Linked DNA regions of Mus musculus: all the other regions are linked to region 1. The links are chromatin contacts, called in public HiChIP or PLAC-seq and promoter capture Hi-C maps. All regions are on one chromosome and are shown on one strand. Each heading gives the region's core, a stretch centred on a gene start, on an enhancer-like site or on the middle of the called end of the contact. The rest is flanking DNA. Distances are from core to core; before and after follow the strand shown.

Region 1 (3,002 bases), core at 211-2,710:
CACTCTGAACATTACCATTCTGTCATTGTCCCAAAGGCTGATGATGGGAAATGAAAGATGATCCTCAAACTATATCTAGAACACTTTAGGCCCTACTTAAGCCAGGTGGATGTTCTGTCTGGAACACTTTTACAGCAGAAAGTACTCAGCCACCATCACCACCACCACCACCACCACCACCACTGGAAGGCATGAAGTAGTTGGTCACAAGTCGCAGGAAGCAGAAGCAACACACTTGTTTTCAATCTGGGAATAAAGGCACCAAAATGAGATTTTCTTGAACCTAAATTTGGGTTTTTGCTAGTTTCCATTAGCAGTCAACTAGTCAAGTCAACTGATTTGAGAGAAAACAGCAAGAGAAAATAGATTTTTTGGTGTATCATTTTAAAGCACCAATTTCAAAACAATAACAGTTTTCTAGTATGAGGAAACCATCTAGCTATATTCTAACTTGAATATCTACCCTAGTGCTAACAACGCTCTGGGATAATTGATTTTCAATGTAAATGCCAACTGTATCTGCGCTGTCCAACGGGGTACAAGCAAGTCACCTGTGGTGACTCAACACTTGGCAATACAACTAGTGAGACAGAGAACGCTGCCTTTTCATTTTAACTTGTTCAGATACTCTCACGCGGCTAATGTATCCACTGCACGATGCAGTTTTACATTAAAACCCAGCTTCCAGGACAGCTTCAGCAAAGACGTATGTCTGCAGCTATAAAAACCAGTAACAGGAAGCACACAGATGAGTTGAATTCAAATGGGCCTCTCAGTATCATTAGCATTCTTGACGATTGCATCCCTTCCACTGCTGTGTTTTAGGGTTACTGGAAAGGTCACTTTAGCAACGGATGTATTTTATTTGGTCAGTCAGCGTTTTCTAAACAGTCCAGTGCCCAGCACACACACAGTCCTCTGAGAGCAGGCTGGAGCTGTGCGTGGCTGTCCCACTCCCTGTCGCGCCTCTCCTTCCACCCAGTGGCACCTGGACTGACAGCCGCTCTCTGGAGACCGTGGCCCTCCAAGGCCCCTTCCCCGGATGGGGCTCTGGCAGGAACGGGGGCGCGCCCCGCACCCCCATCGTATGAGAACCCGTGTGGGCGTGTCGGGGAGGCCTGGCCCCGCGTTACCTGCACGTCCCCAGGGAAGTAGAGGACGTGGTGCCGCTGCTCCGGGGAATCTCCTTCCCGGGATGTCAGCAGGAGCAGTTCGTTGCTGCGCTGCGGGTCGGAGCCCGGCACCGTGGAGCGCTGCAGACGGTGGCTGTCCTCCGGGGAGCCCCGCTCACCGCCGCCCGGGTTCATGGCTCGGGTCTGCAGGCGGGACGCGGAGTCTCCGGAAGCGAGCAGCGGCCGCAGCAGCAGCAGCACCAGCGCGGGGGACCGCAGACGCCGCGACCCCAGCATGGGCTCGAGCCGCCAGGGCCGCTCACCCGGCAGCGAGGGCGGGGCCTCGGCTGCCCAACGGCTTCGGTCGCCGTGACGTCAGCACGCCGCGTGCGTCCGGAGGGAGGGGGAGCGGAGGGCGCGGCTGGAGGAAGGACGTTTGTGGTTGGCGGACTCAGCCCCGGCCGGGAAGTTCGAACGGACGTGGAAGAGCCCGCAGGTTGGGCCCATGCACAGCAGCAGCTGCTCAGGGTCAGAGTTTCCTCGGGTTCTGTATAAAAGCTTTGGTAGGTTCATCCTCACGGTGAAGATGTGTCTTTGTTAATTTAGTCCAAGGTAAAGAAGAATGGTTCTGAAAGTCTTGTACTTGCTCAGAATGAAAAGAATCCCCTATGTCCCGAAGTTACCTAGTTAGGGAATTTCTGGCTCCACACCAAGTCTAGCACATTCCTAGTTGGTAGAGAGAGAGAGCTGGACACTTACCTTAGGGAAGATAGAGAAAAGGCCTACTTGTTCACACATTTACTGTAGGGGTGTTTACAGCTTATCGAATTTCCGATTTAGGGTTTTGAAACCACGTTGAAAAGTATAGGAAAGTCGTGGAAATAGCAACTTCTTACTTAAAGTTGTGTAGAAATAGGACTGGGCCAAATTTATGCTAAAGGTGGGAAAAGTGAATCTTGTTTTAACATTGTGTGTGCACATCGGACACGCACATGCATCTGTTTGCTGCTGTGGGCTTGAAGTGACTTTGGGTGTAAAGGAGATTCCTGGAAAGAAGTTGAAACTTGAAGTTTCTGCAGGAGTGATTAGCTGATTAGAACTTAAATGACTGGGGAGAAATTATGTTGTAAGTTCAAACCCTGATTAAAAATTATCTTGAGCTGTCTTTCGCTCTTTTAATTAATAGCCTTTCCTAGCTAACCTGTGTACCTAAACAGCCAGCATACTAGTGAGTATCAGATGAAACCTTTGAAATGTATTAGCTTAGCTTCCACCAGCCCAGAAGCTAAGACTTATATTAGAGGCCTATAGCAGAAATTTTCTGTCTGTTATCTTATTTTCAAAGTCTTAAATTATATAATATTTTCTATTTTGATACTGTAAAACTTGAGCTAACTGATATGTGGCTCATCTTTAAGGTGAGAGCAGTTTTTTTGTATCACAGTACATTCCTCACACTCCATCTTTTAAAATTTTTTATTGATTAGTTTATTGTTTGACAGCATCTTGCTGAACCTGAAGCTCATGGATTAGGCTAGACTGGGCTAGCCAAGAAGCCCCCAATGGTTTGCCTGTTTCTAACTTCCCAGCTACTGGGTTCTCTGTTTTGTGGATGCTGGGGATCCAATTCAGCCCCCATGCTTTGGGGAAAGAGGCAGGCACCTTACCAACTAGGTCATATCCCAAGCCTTATTCTAATTTTAAATTTCTTGTATTTGTTAACAAAGTATAATTGCTCTGTACATTTTCTTAGTGTCTTTATAGAGGTATGCTTTACCAATTACTTTGACAAAAACTGTTAGATTCTATCTGACATAATAAATGTAACTGAGGTGTTTTGATTGAAAATGGCCCCCACAGACCCATATTTGAATACTTAGTTCCCAGTTC
Region 2 (3,002 bases), core at 285-2,784, 2.0 Mb after region 1:
TCACAGATGGGTGGACATTCACACTGACTGCTTTACCAAGATCAGCTTTAATCTCACATGTACGTAGTATTCACATAGATCTATGCTAGGAAGCCCTATTCCAGGGCTCTTACCTGAAAAGATTACTCCAAAGTCATGCACCCAAAAGATGAACTTTCGAACATGGGAAACAAGTTCAAAGTGGAAGACAGAAATAAATAAATAGGGCGAAGAAAGGTTTACAATTCCTTGGCAGATGGATAAAGGCAAATCCTCTGGGGGTGCTAGGGGAGTCTGGGAACGTTTTCCCGGATGTGTGTTTTCTGCAGCGCAAAACCTCTAAGCTCTTCCTTCATCCTTTCTATGCTGCAGCGTCCGCTGCAAACTCTGCCTGCCTATCTGCAAAGTTCAGGCGTTTCAGGATTTCAGAACCATTTCTGTATGGGGGAGATTTCCCACACACAATTAAAAGTAAGCTGTGCTTTGCCTTTGCTGTTCGGGAAAGCTAGCTCTCCGCTGGAGAATGCACAGCCAGCCCGCAGGTCTCTGCATTTATCCCAAGTTCACCCTTCCTCCTCCCATCCACCGGTTAGTGAGAAAATGAGGGAAAGCATCCATCAAACCGCAGAAGCGCAGAGAACTTTTCCTCCGCTGTCAGAGAGGAAGTCACTTCTGCTTCTCAAGGCCAACAGCTGATTCTGGGAACCTCCGGACTAGGCAGGAAGGTTTGGCGATGAAGGAGGTGGGAGAAAACAATGCCCAGCCTGCGACGCCTAGGGCAATGAACATCCTGCCCAGGGGCTGGAGGGGGGATGTCCCCTACCCACCCGGCACCCATACCAGGCTCTGGGCCGCTGCTGCTCCGCTTACCTTGATGATGCTGCTACGCCGGGGGGTCGCTCGTGCAGCCTCCAGGAGGCCGGCCTCGCTATCCGCGGGGACCCCCGCAGCGCCCGGCAGCGCGACCCCACTGCGACGGTCCCTCATCCGGCCCCCCAAGGCCGGGGGTGGGGCGTCCCCTGAGGCAGCGTCGGCGCCGGCTCGGGGGTCGTCTTCGCCCCCGGCAACGTCGAGAGGCGCCGGAGCCTCCCTGCTAGCCGCGCCCTCAGCCATAGCCAAGCACGTTTTAGGCTCCCGGCGAGACAGCACGACCGCCAGCGGCGTCCAGCCCCGGGCACGGGTGCGCTCAGGCACCAGAAGGAAACCCCGCTAGACTTTGTTTTAGCGCGCCACGGCCGCTGCAGTGGCAGCCACAACTTTGTAGAAAGGAGACATCGCTCCGGCAGAGGCGTCCTCGGGCTGTGGTCCAGGAGGTCAGCGGGCCGGCGCGGACGGGCGGCGGGGGCGGGGAGAAGATGTGAGCGGGAGGGAGAAGCAGGCGAAAAGCAGCGGGAGGTACTGGAGACGCGAGGCGAGCGCCGGCTCTGTGCAGACAAAAGGCAGTGGGCGCCGGAGCCAGGAGCCTCGGAGCCGGGACGTGCGCGGCCGGAGCGGCGACTGCGGATCGGCCACCAGCCACCTGCCCGCCGACCGCAGCACGGCGGCCCCAGGAAGTGCGGCGGCGGGGCGGCCTCCACTCCGCTCGCCTGTGACAGGGAGGGAAGACTTGTTTTGACAGCCCGTGGGGATTGGCAGGCTCCCCGGCCTCTCAGGAGCCGAGGCTCACCGAGGGGGTTCGGGCCGACCAATCCTCACCGCGGAGGGGTGTGCCCGAGCGCGAAGAATGGAATGTGTTCTGTTGCTCGGAGCCTGCCCAGCCCAGCTGGCCCCGGTACTAGGCGAGGATGCGCGCGCCAGTGTGCGCACCCACAGGCACTCAGAGTACATTTTAGGAAGTTTAGAAAGGAGACGAAAGCGGCCTGAAGGTTCAAGAAATGGGACGCGGGTGGGGTGGTTTGCGGGCGGCAGTGAGATGACGGAGGAAACACTGCAAAACAGCAAATCTGGAATAAAGAAGATGTTGAGCGAGAAGGTTAGAGTGTTTGGAGGGGTGTAGTAGTGACACTTGGCACAGCCAAGGGTCAATCACTGGCTCTCCTGCCAATCCTTAGAAGTGAAGTCCACGCACTAGGACCCTGGAGTTCCACAGTTTGTCTCGGGTTCTATGAGCGGATTCTACATTCACTCAGTAATCTGAGTCAATACAACAAGGAGTTGGGTTTAAGGGGTAGGTAGGGTAAGAGGAAGCAGAGCAACGAAAACCCTGGGAACGCCGCCGAATGAAACACAGAGATGATGGAAGCCACATAGCGACAAGGTCATTGGCAGGTTTAGTCTCTACCCTAAACCGTTCTCGACGAGGGTCCAGCCTCCTTTCTACATATAATTCTAAATCATTACATTTTGCTCCTTCCACCAAGCTAGTAACCAAGAGGAGAGCAGGGATTCGGTAGCATTAATCACACCATGAGCAAATGTAGACAATGGCTCTAAGGTCCCTGGAGAGTTGGACGACGTACTGAATCTCACTTAGATCATTAAATGCATTTAAATTACTAATTATTTCATAATTCAAGATTTTACTTCTTCCTTACGTGGCCAATAGCACCAAGAAATTTTTCAGCCCTTCAGGGCCAGAAATTTATTAAAATTCTAGCATTTTAAGGATGAGCTGGGGTGTTAGGAGTCATCTAGGGCAGCTCTTTTATTTAACAGAGGAAATGAAAGCCCAAGGACCTTGTCTACTGACTGGTTAGTACAGACACTAAAATCAGATCTGCTACCCAGTTCCTTCCAAGCTCTCTTCACTTTTTTTATCTGGCTCCCCTGGGGCTACAACCAGTCAAAATTGGATGGGGCTCTTGGGAGAATTCACATTTGACATTTACCATCTCCTAGGGAAGACTGGAAAGACTTGACTTTACCTTTTCTTTAAATATACGTGCAACCCAGAAATGAGTGTCCTCTAGATGAGAGGCCAGCTCTGGTTTTAGAAGCAACACTGCCCTCTAGTGAGATGTTGAGAACTACAACCGAAATAGCAAGCGCTTCTTCTCATAACTGTTACATAGAAAATATATTTT
Region 3 (3,002 bases), core at 236-2,735, 1.3 Mb before region 1:
AATGAGCATAAATATAGAATAAGGTACAAAGAGCAGAAAGAGTTCAATTTTACCTAGAAAGACAAGGGCACACAGACAGACAGACACACACACACACACAGTCTTTTTCTTTCAATAGTGACACAAAGGAAGAAATTGTTCCCCAAAGCTAAGAATTGAAGAGGGAGGAGAAAGAAAGAAAAAAAAAGAGCCAATGAAACAAATCCAAGTGGCCACTGCACAAGATGGGGAAGGAGGGGAAACTAGGATGGAAACAGAAAAACAACACCACAAACATCTGTTCTGAAAGACTGTTTGGAGAAAGAATACGAAAAGGAGCTGGATGGCTGGGGCCAAGGGAAGATTCCCAATTTTTTTAAAGGCAACCAAAAGACTGTATTTGAGTACACCAATGTATGTGACTAGAACCAGCCACCTCTGGCTGTCGCTAGGGAATGGACTCGTGGGAGGTGGGGGCAGTGTCTGTATTTACTTTGCAGGTATATTTTATTTATATTATAACTTGCCTGAAAGGTTTTGGATATTAAAATGCAATGCAAAATAAGAAGTAAAATCCTTAGTAAGGAGCAAGACAGCTGCCCCAGGTGGGGTGTCAAGTCTTCCCAGAGGTGAAGGTCAGCTAGGGCGTCATAACACAGGTAGTGCTTCTTGTTTCTGAGATTTAAGAGAAATAATGCTTTGAGTATAGGAAGGCCCTGGGCCAAACCCTCACTGCCTCACTCTTGGCCAGCAGGCTTCTTGCCAGGATAAGCTGTCCTTGAGCTTTGTCCAGGCAGCCTCTACGCTGGGATTATAGAAACAAACAAAAAACACCCAAGTACCTTGTTCGAAATTTCACGCCATCCAGAGTCACACACTAAATTAACAAGGAGGCATTTGAGTCCAGTAACAAGTTTAATTTAATAAGTCTTTGGCTCTCTTCAAGAAAGACTTGGATTTGAATGTGCCACAAGTCTGGAGGTGCTGTGAGTGGATCCCCAAAAAGCACAGAAGGAACCAAGAGTGGAAGATAGGAAACGAACACTTTCCTACATTAATCAGGAGTCAGCTCTCCAACTTCCCAAGTCCCTTTGGGAACTGCAAGAATAGGAGGGGTTCTGGGATTACTCACACCGGGCGGTCGCCGGCCCATCCCACTCAACAACGGCTTTGTCGCCTGTCTTCGCTGGAGACCACCAGAAAACTGGATCGAACGAGACACTGGAAAGAACACAGAGAGGAGCAGACTCTTCAGTAGGCGTCCAGGAAAGTTAGCCTGCGGAGCTGGCCCAAGCTGCTAGCCAGGTGACGCGCCCAGCGAGCCCAACAGGTTCAGGAATGAGATGCGACCGCTCTCTCCCAGCGATAAGGACGTCCCCAGAGTACTCTTGCGGGGGCAGAATCGCGAGTGTGAGCAAAGAGAAGGGCTCCGAGAAGATGAGAATGGCCGCCATTTCACCAAAACTGAATCGAGGCCATTGCTGAATTCCACAATCCTAACAAGAGGGCGGAGGAAAGTTACAGGAAGCCAGAGAGGAAGCCAACTTCCGCCTCTAGGGGCGAAACTGACCAGTCAAGGCTCAAAAAAAAAAAAAAAAAAAAAAAAAAGAAAGAAAACCCCAAAGACCGCACATACCCCAAATCCCGCCCCCCATGCTACTTCTCTGAAGGAAGGAAACACCCCACTTCCCACCCACCCACCCCCCACCCGGGTTTCTCGCAGCTTGGGAAACTAGGTTAGCAAGTGGTGACTTGCTAAAGAATTAAATGTCATCAAAAACAATGTACAACATAAAACTTCTGGAAAAATCCATTGAAGCTGAGTGTGGTGGTGTACGCCCAGCTTTGGGGGCGGGCGGGGGTGGGGTCGGCTGCTGAGAGAAGATTTTAGCGGTCAAATCGCTTGCTTACCCAAAGCCTCCACCTCCGCGCCCCACCCCGCCCCCCACCCCCCACCCCCCCCCCACTCCCCCCCCCCGCTCCAGCTGCCAAGTGAGGTCTCTGCCTTCAGAAACCCTGTGCTCTGGACATTGGTCACTGAATACACACAGTACCTAAGTGTCATCCCAGCTGGTTGGAATAAAGACTTTCAATAGGCTATGAACTTTGGCTACGTGGTTATCTCTGGTGGACTCCCAGGAACAGTGACTAATAGCGACATACTCTCTAATCCTAGTAATCCAATCAGGAGGCAGACACAGGTGGATCTCTGCACAGTCTAGGGCAGCCTGGGCTACACAGTGAGTTTAAGGAGAGCCAGGGCTGTATAGAGAATAGAGTCCTGTCTCAGAATACCAAAAAATAAAATAAAAAAATAATTTGCTTACAAACCAAGCTTGTTTGTGATACCAGAGAGCTGAGCTTTCTGCTTTGTTCAGAACCTTTTGTAAACTAGGAGGTCGACCTTTTATCTAAAATCTCTTCTTAGGTTTTAAATTTTAGATCATCCCTATTGGTCAAGGCCTGACATATGACACTCCCTTCTGGCCCCACCCCTTTTACTGTTAAAAAATTTTTTTTCGAAGGTTACCTGAACCCGGAGGATTTAATTAGACTCCTTGAATTTACTTCCAGCGAACTTGTCCACCAAAAGAGAGAGAGAGAGAGAGAGAGAGAGAGAGAGGGAGGGAGAGAGAGAGAGAGAGAGAGAGAGAGAGAGAGAGAGAGAGAGAGAACCAACTTTTCGAAAGGAAAGCTGGAAACTGGACAGTTCAACTCCAGGAAATGAGTAATTCTCTAGATGTTTTGTGCTTGACTAATTGTGGCTCGGCCAGCAAAGTTAATCTTTAGTTTTCCGACAGGAACACAGGAATGCTCCCCCTTGGGGGTTTATGGGTGCTCCCTCCAGTCCTCAATGCAGTCACTACAGCTCCGGGGTGCCTTAGGGTCATTAAGGGTCACTTCCCTGAAGATCCCATCCCCTGAACACACCAGGCCTCCTTGAACTGGGAGTTGTTGCCACCTGTGGTCGCCCTGAGCCCTGGTTCTTACCCAGCCAGCAAAGCCAGTAAAGGAGCTACAGT
Region 4 (3,002 bases), core at 177-2,676, 1.2 Mb before region 1:
TTGAGACAGTCTCACAAAGCTCAGTCTCACCTCAAACTTGGTATGTAGCCAGGGAAACTTTGAACTCTTACTCCTTCTGTCTCTGTCTCCCAACTGCCAGGAGTACAAGCCTGTGCATCATGCTGGGCTCCTATTTTTAAGAGTATTTCTTTAAAGTCATGTGTGGTGTGTGTGTGTGTGTGGATGTTCATGCAGAGGTCAGAGGGCAACCTAATCCAACTGGTTCTCTCCTCTTCCACAGAATGAGCGAGTTCTACTGCACTGAGGGCTCAACAACAGGAAATTATTTCACCTTTAGAACTGTCCGTTTAAGAACAGAAAAAAAAAAGGATTCAACCATGAATGAACACATAATTATGGAAAATTTAAATGCTATCTGCCTATGTCAGAAGTGAACTCAAAAGTTTGGTGATGATCAACCTTCACTAACGATGGCTTGTTCTATCTAGCACTGGGGAAATGTTGACTTGCTTTCCCTAAGGAAGAAGAATGTTACATCCATTACATATAATTTTACAGTTTATCAGGGATTTTCAAGGGTGTATCTCAAATTTCCCTCATTTAAAAACTGAGATGACCATTAAAATATGGGAAAATACAAATGAACTGCTATTACTTTAGTATCCAATCCTTAATCCTAGGATTATGCAGTAGTCTTGATTTTGTGACTTGCTCTTTTTCACTTAAGCACTGTGTCGTAAACACTTATATTTGGGAAACCGTACTTAAAATACAAGCTTGTGAAGCAACCGTTGCAATTATTTCTTCTAGTTTTAAGTATTTTCGGGTCTGAGCTGTTCTTTACCCTATTCAAATACAACCCAAAAAGCCAGGAGGCGAGGAGTACATTGCATCTGGTAGCGGCGGTTTAAAACATCTCTGGGATTTAACAACCATCGTAATTCTCAAGACATCCTTCATCCGCCTCAACACAGCCCAGCAAGAACCTTGCAGCGGCGCTCCCTAGCTAGATCCCGGATCTTCTCCCGGTCTTATCGGATCCCTTCAGCCCTCTCCACTTCTGCATTCCCTGGATAAAGTTTAGATTATGCGTAATCCAGAAGTCTCCCACCAGCTCCCTAAATTACCTGACAGCAATCTGACCTCCCGGGACACTCAATATTCAACCTTACAGCCGGAGACAACCGGAAACGGACGTTGTTTCCTCTAGTTTCTTACGACAGGAAAATGGGGGAGATGGTAAACGTTCCGGTACTGGCGCAAGGCTCCCAGACAACGTAGAGATGACATGAAGGAGCCTGGAAGTAGAGATTATTTCCCACACTTTGCAGCTGGAGTCTGCTTGAGGTAGAAGATATTGAGGAGAAGGACGATAAAGCCGTGTTTGTCTTGCTCCAGGACGGAATCTTTAGGCGGAGCACCGAGAGGCGGGCCAAAGTCATAGCGCAGCCAATGAGAGCGGTTGTTATTAAGCGCGTGGGCCCACTCAATGAGAAGGCTGGTTGTTATGCTGCAGTTGGCAGGCTGCTGCGGGAGGCGGTGGCGGTGGCGGTGGCGGTAGGAAGCCTGAGGCTGCGGGGTGACAGGTAGGCGGCGGTGCTGTCTTGGGGGGGTTGCGGGGGGGGGGGCGCACGGTGCCGGGTGAAGAGGAATTTCTCCTCCGGCTTCGGACGCCGTAGTCGGGAGCTGACGAAGGTGAAGTGGGAAGGCAGCAGGACTGTTGGATCCGAAGCCCTGCAGACCTGGGAGCAAGCTCGGGAGGGTCGTGAGGAGAAGGCGTCTGCCGAGGCGGCTTGGGGATGAGTGTTGTGGGGCAACTTGGGGCCCTAGCAAGGGCGTTAGGGTGTCGGTGGCGCGGGCTGAGGCGGGAAGGAGGCGGGAGCAAGACACAGGTAGTGAGGGCTGAAGGGATGTCTTGCAAGAAGCCTCAGGTAAGAGAAGGACGTGGTATTGCAGACACCTGCGTGAAATCCTAGGTGTTCTTAGGGCCGTTTGCTGGGATGGGGAGAGGTGCGGAGAAGAAAGATATTTATTGGTGGTCAGCTCTAGAAATTGGTGGTTGTACATTATGTAACCCATGGCAGTTATTTTTCCAAGTAACTCGACTGACCCTGGTAGAAGAAGAGCTCTGCAACCCATTGATGTATCTGAGCACTTTGTTCTTGTTGGCTCCAGCGTTCTCTCTACCGAGGCAGGGTCTGTAGGAGGAGGACAGCGTGAAGGCAAGAGTAGTCACGAAGCGCTTATCCCAAATATGGACTTTGGTTGCGAGACAACACGATGTTAGCTTTAGAGGAATGTTGTCAGATTCGTGTTTTGTAGTACAGGAATTTGCTTTGCGGCTTTAACCTTCAGAAAAGTGGAGAGCCTTTTAAATCTATAGACGAAGATAAATGTAGATTAGAAAATGAACAGTAAATTGGTAGACAACTCGCCCCCAGTGTTAAGGACTGTGAAAATAAGTTGGGAATCTTAGCAGAGGAGTGTCAACTTTTAAGTGATTTCCCTTGTTAAGTCTAGGAAGCTAGTTGTGAGTTATGCCTTAGGCTTAAAAAAATAAGTTCGTTGAATGTCATGGACATAGATAAAATTTATGTACAAATTTAAAACTATTTTGTTTTGAAAAGTCTTTTAAATCCACGGTTTGAATGGTGAAATACAGTCCTAAACAAATCCCTGTCGGCGAATATTGTGGAAGGGCACTTTTATAACTCATTGGAAAAATATCTTTAAAAAGTAGCACTATAAATTATTAAAATGTAAGAGGCCTGAGATGCTGCCGTCAAGTTAGACGATGAGGACAAATGTATCCAGGAAGTATATTGTCTTTCTGGGCTTGTTATTTAACTACATGTTAGAAAAACTTTCTAAGATGTAATCTTTTTCTACTATTGATCATTTATACATAAATATTTATACATATACATAACATAAACATACATATACATAAACATTTATGCATATACATATAAAGCTAGAATTTTTCTCTCAAAATATTGTTTGAGTAGAAATGGGTCATTAGTATTTGTTTTGAAATGTCC
Region 5 (3,002 bases), core at 312-2,811, 1.1 Mb before region 1:
TAAGCTCACCCTTTCTAGTTCTTTCTGAGCTTGCGCTGGCTGGCTGGTTCAACTCAGCTGTTCTGGCTCAAACTCCTCTCCAAGCTGCCTGATTCATCTGGCTTCTCTCTCAGCCTCTGACTGAATGGTTCTGCATGGCCTCAAACTAAGCCTGACAATCCTCTCTAATCTTCTGGCTGCTTCTTGTTCTTTGGCTCAGTCTGTCTTCACTTATGCATAGCTTGTTTTCTCTATCTGCATCCTCTCTATATATAACTGTCCCAGTAAAAACTGCCCCCAGTCTCTCTCTGCACTACCCCTTAAGTAGCCCATCTTTTCTCCCTGTTCTGGAGAGAGCTGGGCATATCCTATTCTGTCAAATCTTTCTCTGATTCCTCACTTTGTCTGCCATTCAATTAGACATCACTTTCAAACATGGATGCTTCCTTCTACAAACTAATTTTACCTTCATTGTTTGAGATTAAAGATGTGTGCTAAGGGCACACCACAACTAGAAAGGTTCCTCCCACCCACCATCGGTAAATAACACAATCTCGGGGGTTCACAGTGTGACCAAACATCCTGTAACAAGCTACCAACGAGACTGATGTAACTTGTGGCTTTCTTGTTATACAATAAACTTCTATTGTGAGATGACACGACCACGTCCCGGTGTTTTTCTCGGACAATGTGCTCACAGTACAGACACATTTAAAGCATTATTTGAATGGGCTGGAGCTGCCGTACAATGGAGAGATGGGAATATCCATTGTCAATCTACATGATCTTTAGCCCTCTGAACAGCCACTTGCTATTTTTCAATTACACGAGAGCTCTCTTTGCACTTGCGTGTGGTTTTTCTTTCATTTACGCATGGCTCAAGACCTTTTCCAGAATAATCAAGGGCCGCGTGGCATAGCCTTTATTCCTGGAGTCAGCACCCTCACCCCTCCTGCAGCAAGGCAGTTTTCATCTGCAACCTCTCCTTCTATATTCATGTTCCCCCGGCCCTCTGCAGTCACCACAGCCAGCCCGATGTGCACCTCCAGCGAGAAGAACAGACAGCCCCCGCGAGCCCTTCAGTGGTTCACAACTCACCAGTCGCAGAAGCTCTTTCAGTGTATCACTTCCGCTCTGCTCTGAAGCTCCTGGCTTTGTGGAAAGAGTTGGGCAGAAGTGGTCCTGTGCGTTCTGCTTCCGACTCCAGGCCGCTGTGTGAAGTTGGGCGGAAGTTGTCCTGTGCGTTCTGCTTCCGACTCCAGGCCGCTGTGTGAAGTTGGGCGGAATTGGTCCTGTGCGTTCTGCTTCCCACTCCAGGCCGCTGTATGAAGTTGCTGGGCGACAGCGGGTTCTGCTTCTTAGTGAGGTTGTGGGTAGAGCTCTCAGGGGCCGAGGGGTGAGGTGCGTGGTCCTCCGAGTCCTAGTCGGTGTGATGAGGAGAGACTGACGGGAGAGTAGGGCGTCCCCTGCGGAGGGCTCCGGGCTTCACTTCTGTGGCGCACAGACACGCCTTTGGAACCCGCAGGCATGCCGGCCCTTGTAGTTGAGGCTTTTCCGTTCCCGCAGCAGTGGTGCTGAGCGCAGTGGGTGAGTGTGGGGGAAAGGCTTTTATCCTTTTCTCCGTGCACTCAAACGCCTGCTGCGCCCCACGTTGGTGCAAATTTATTTCTTGGGATCCTCGTGGTGAACTCTCGGGCTGGAGATGGTATTCCTGGGACTTTTAAATACGATTGATAAGTTAGCAAGATGTGGCGTTTGGGAAAAAACAAAACAAAAGTGTGAAGTATAGAAATGTATTGTACAGACGTCTTAAGTAAAGTAGGTGTCCCGGGTAAAGGGAGCTCCAAGTGCCTATCTAGAGCACTAGACCTGGAGGTGGGGCTATGCCTCCCTTGCAGAAAGCCTTGAAGAAAATGAGTAAAGTAAGTGCGCACTGGGGTGGCTTGTTGCATTGGGTAGGATCAACACTTTTATGATAGGATTTTCATTTAGAGGATGCTAGTCTAAGCTTTTCGTTGTAAATCTACCATAAAGATGAACAAGTATGGTGGGAACTTGATAGGGTAAAGTGAACTAATTCCTCTCTCTTGTAGGAGATTTGAAAAATTAAACAGTGCTTCCTAGAACCATCAAGAAGGAAAATGGTGAGTATGTATCATAGAATTATTCTAACTGGGTGGTTGGTTGCTTGTTTCTAACCCCTTTGGGTTCCCTGGAGCTGGAGACACAAGCAGATGTGGGTGCTGGGAACTGAACAGGCCCTGCTGCAAAAGCAACAAGTCCTGGTACCTGCCAAGCCTGCCCTCTCAGCCGCCCATTACATGGTTTTTAATTTGTGTGTGTGTGTGTGTGTGTGTGTGTGTGTGTGTGTTTTGGTTTTTTGAGACAGGGTTTCTCTGTGTAGCCCTTGCTGTCGTGGAACTCACTCTGTAGACCAGGCTGGCCTCAAACTCAGAAATCCGCCTGTCTCTGCCTCCCAAGTGCTAGGATTAAAGGCATGTGCCTCCACGACTGGCTGTTTTTTAATTTTTAATGAATATTTTTTTGGAGGAAGTCAGACAGGATAGTGAGTGTGTAGCTCAGTGGCAGAGTGCGTTCCTAGGATAAGGAAGGAGAGGGGAAGGGAGGGGATGTGGCGAGGGAGAGACTGTGTGTACCAGTATAGAGGGAACAAAGTAGAATAAACAAGTGGACATGATCATTACAACGTTACCCTGCTGGTGTGGTCCCAGCACTCAGGAGGTAACCTTGCTCCCAGCCTCTATAGGCCGTCGCAGTCTCAGACCTTTCATTAAAAGACACAAAAGGAAATAAACGAGCAAACAGTGTGCCCTTTCCCCGCAGAGATGAGCAGCACAGGTAGAATAGCAGGGAGTGTAGCTCCTGTGTCCACTGAAGCACCCCACTCACCTCCACCCTGGCCCACTCACTGCGGGACACTGTTGTAAGAAGACAGGCACATGCATACACTAGCAAGATTTTGCTGAAAGGACCCTGATATAGCTGTCTCTTGTGAGACTAGG

Evidence for each region. Promoter capture Hi-C pulls out the DNA fragments that hold promoters and counts their contacts. HiChIP or PLAC-seq counts read pairs in DNA pulled down with a chosen protein or histone mark.
Region 2: an H3K4me3 HiChIP or PLAC-seq map of forebrain shows a contact between it and region 1, with 18 times the contacts expected there. The contact joins the promoter of Plcl1 here to the promoter of 1700066M21Rik in region 1. A contact is called at or near these places in 4 of 39 promoter capture datasets (frontonasal cranial neural crest, hippocampal neurons, pre-B cells and 1 more), 3 of 115 datasets of contacts at active chromatin or transcription factors (embryonic forebrain, forebrain and neural tube) and 1 of 9 other capture datasets (adipose tissue).
Region 3: a contact with region 1 is called in a promoter capture Hi-C map of pre-B cells, with 8 times the contacts expected there. The contact joins the promoter of Cflar here to the promoter of 1700066M21Rik in region 1.
Region 4: a promoter capture Hi-C map of pre-B cells shows a contact between it and region 1. The contact joins the promoter of Fam126b here to the promoter of 1700066M21Rik in region 1. A contact is called at or near these places in 3 of 39 promoter capture datasets (cranial neural crest, liver and pre-B cells).
Region 5: a promoter capture Hi-C map of the HPC-7 cell line shows a contact between it and region 1. The contact joins the promoter of Nif3l1 here to the promoter of 1700066M21Rik in region 1. A contact is called at or near these places in 3 of 39 promoter capture datasets (the HPC-7 cell line, HPC-7-derived erythroid cells, liver and 1 more) and 2 of 9 other capture datasets (adipose tissue and liver).

The regions. Positions count from the first base shown.
Region 1 is chr1:57,376,078-57,379,079 of GRCm38.p6, reverse strand. It overlaps 1700066M21Rik (RIKEN cDNA 1700066M21 gene), which reads right to left and starts at 1,460. Exons shown (of 2, transcript NM_028546.1): 1 at 1,134-1,460. The coding sequence starts at 1,409. 4930558J18Rik (RIKEN cDNA 4930558J18 gene) reads left to right here and starts at 1,536. Exons shown (of 4, transcript NR_037999.1): 1 at 1,536-1,675.
Region 2 is chr1:55,404,478-55,407,479 of GRCm38.p6, reverse strand. It overlaps Plcl1 (phospholipase C-like 1), which reads right to left and starts at 1,534. Exons shown (of 6, transcript NM_001114663.1): 1 at 850-1,534. The coding sequence starts at 1,092. It also overlaps the pseudogene Gm8531.
Region 3 is chr1:58,711,769-58,714,770 of GRCm38.p6, reverse strand. It overlaps Cflar (CASP8 and FADD-like apoptosis regulator), which reads right to left and starts at 1,485. Exons shown (of 10, transcript NM_207653.6): 1 at 1,112-1,485.
Region 4 is chr1:58,584,757-58,587,758 of GRCm38.p6, reverse strand. Fam126b (family with sequence similarity 126, member B) reads left to right here and starts at 1,426. Exons shown (of 13, transcript NM_001310598.1): 1 at 1,426-1,547. Ndufb3 (NADH:ubiquinone oxidoreductase subunit B3) reads right to left here and starts at 1,362. Exons shown (of 3, transcript NM_025597.3): 1 at 1,089-1,362.
Region 5 is chr1:58,443,710-58,446,711 of GRCm38.p6, reverse strand. It overlaps Nif3l1 (Ngg1 interacting factor 3-like 1 (S. pombe)), which reads right to left and starts at 1,561. Exons shown (of 7, transcript NM_022988.3): 1 at 1,078-1,561. Ppil3 (peptidylprolyl isomerase (cyclophilin)-like 3) reads left to right here and starts at 1,226. Exons shown (of 7, transcript NM_001285827.1): 1 at 1,226-1,566; 2 at 2,073-2,123. The coding sequence starts at 2,121.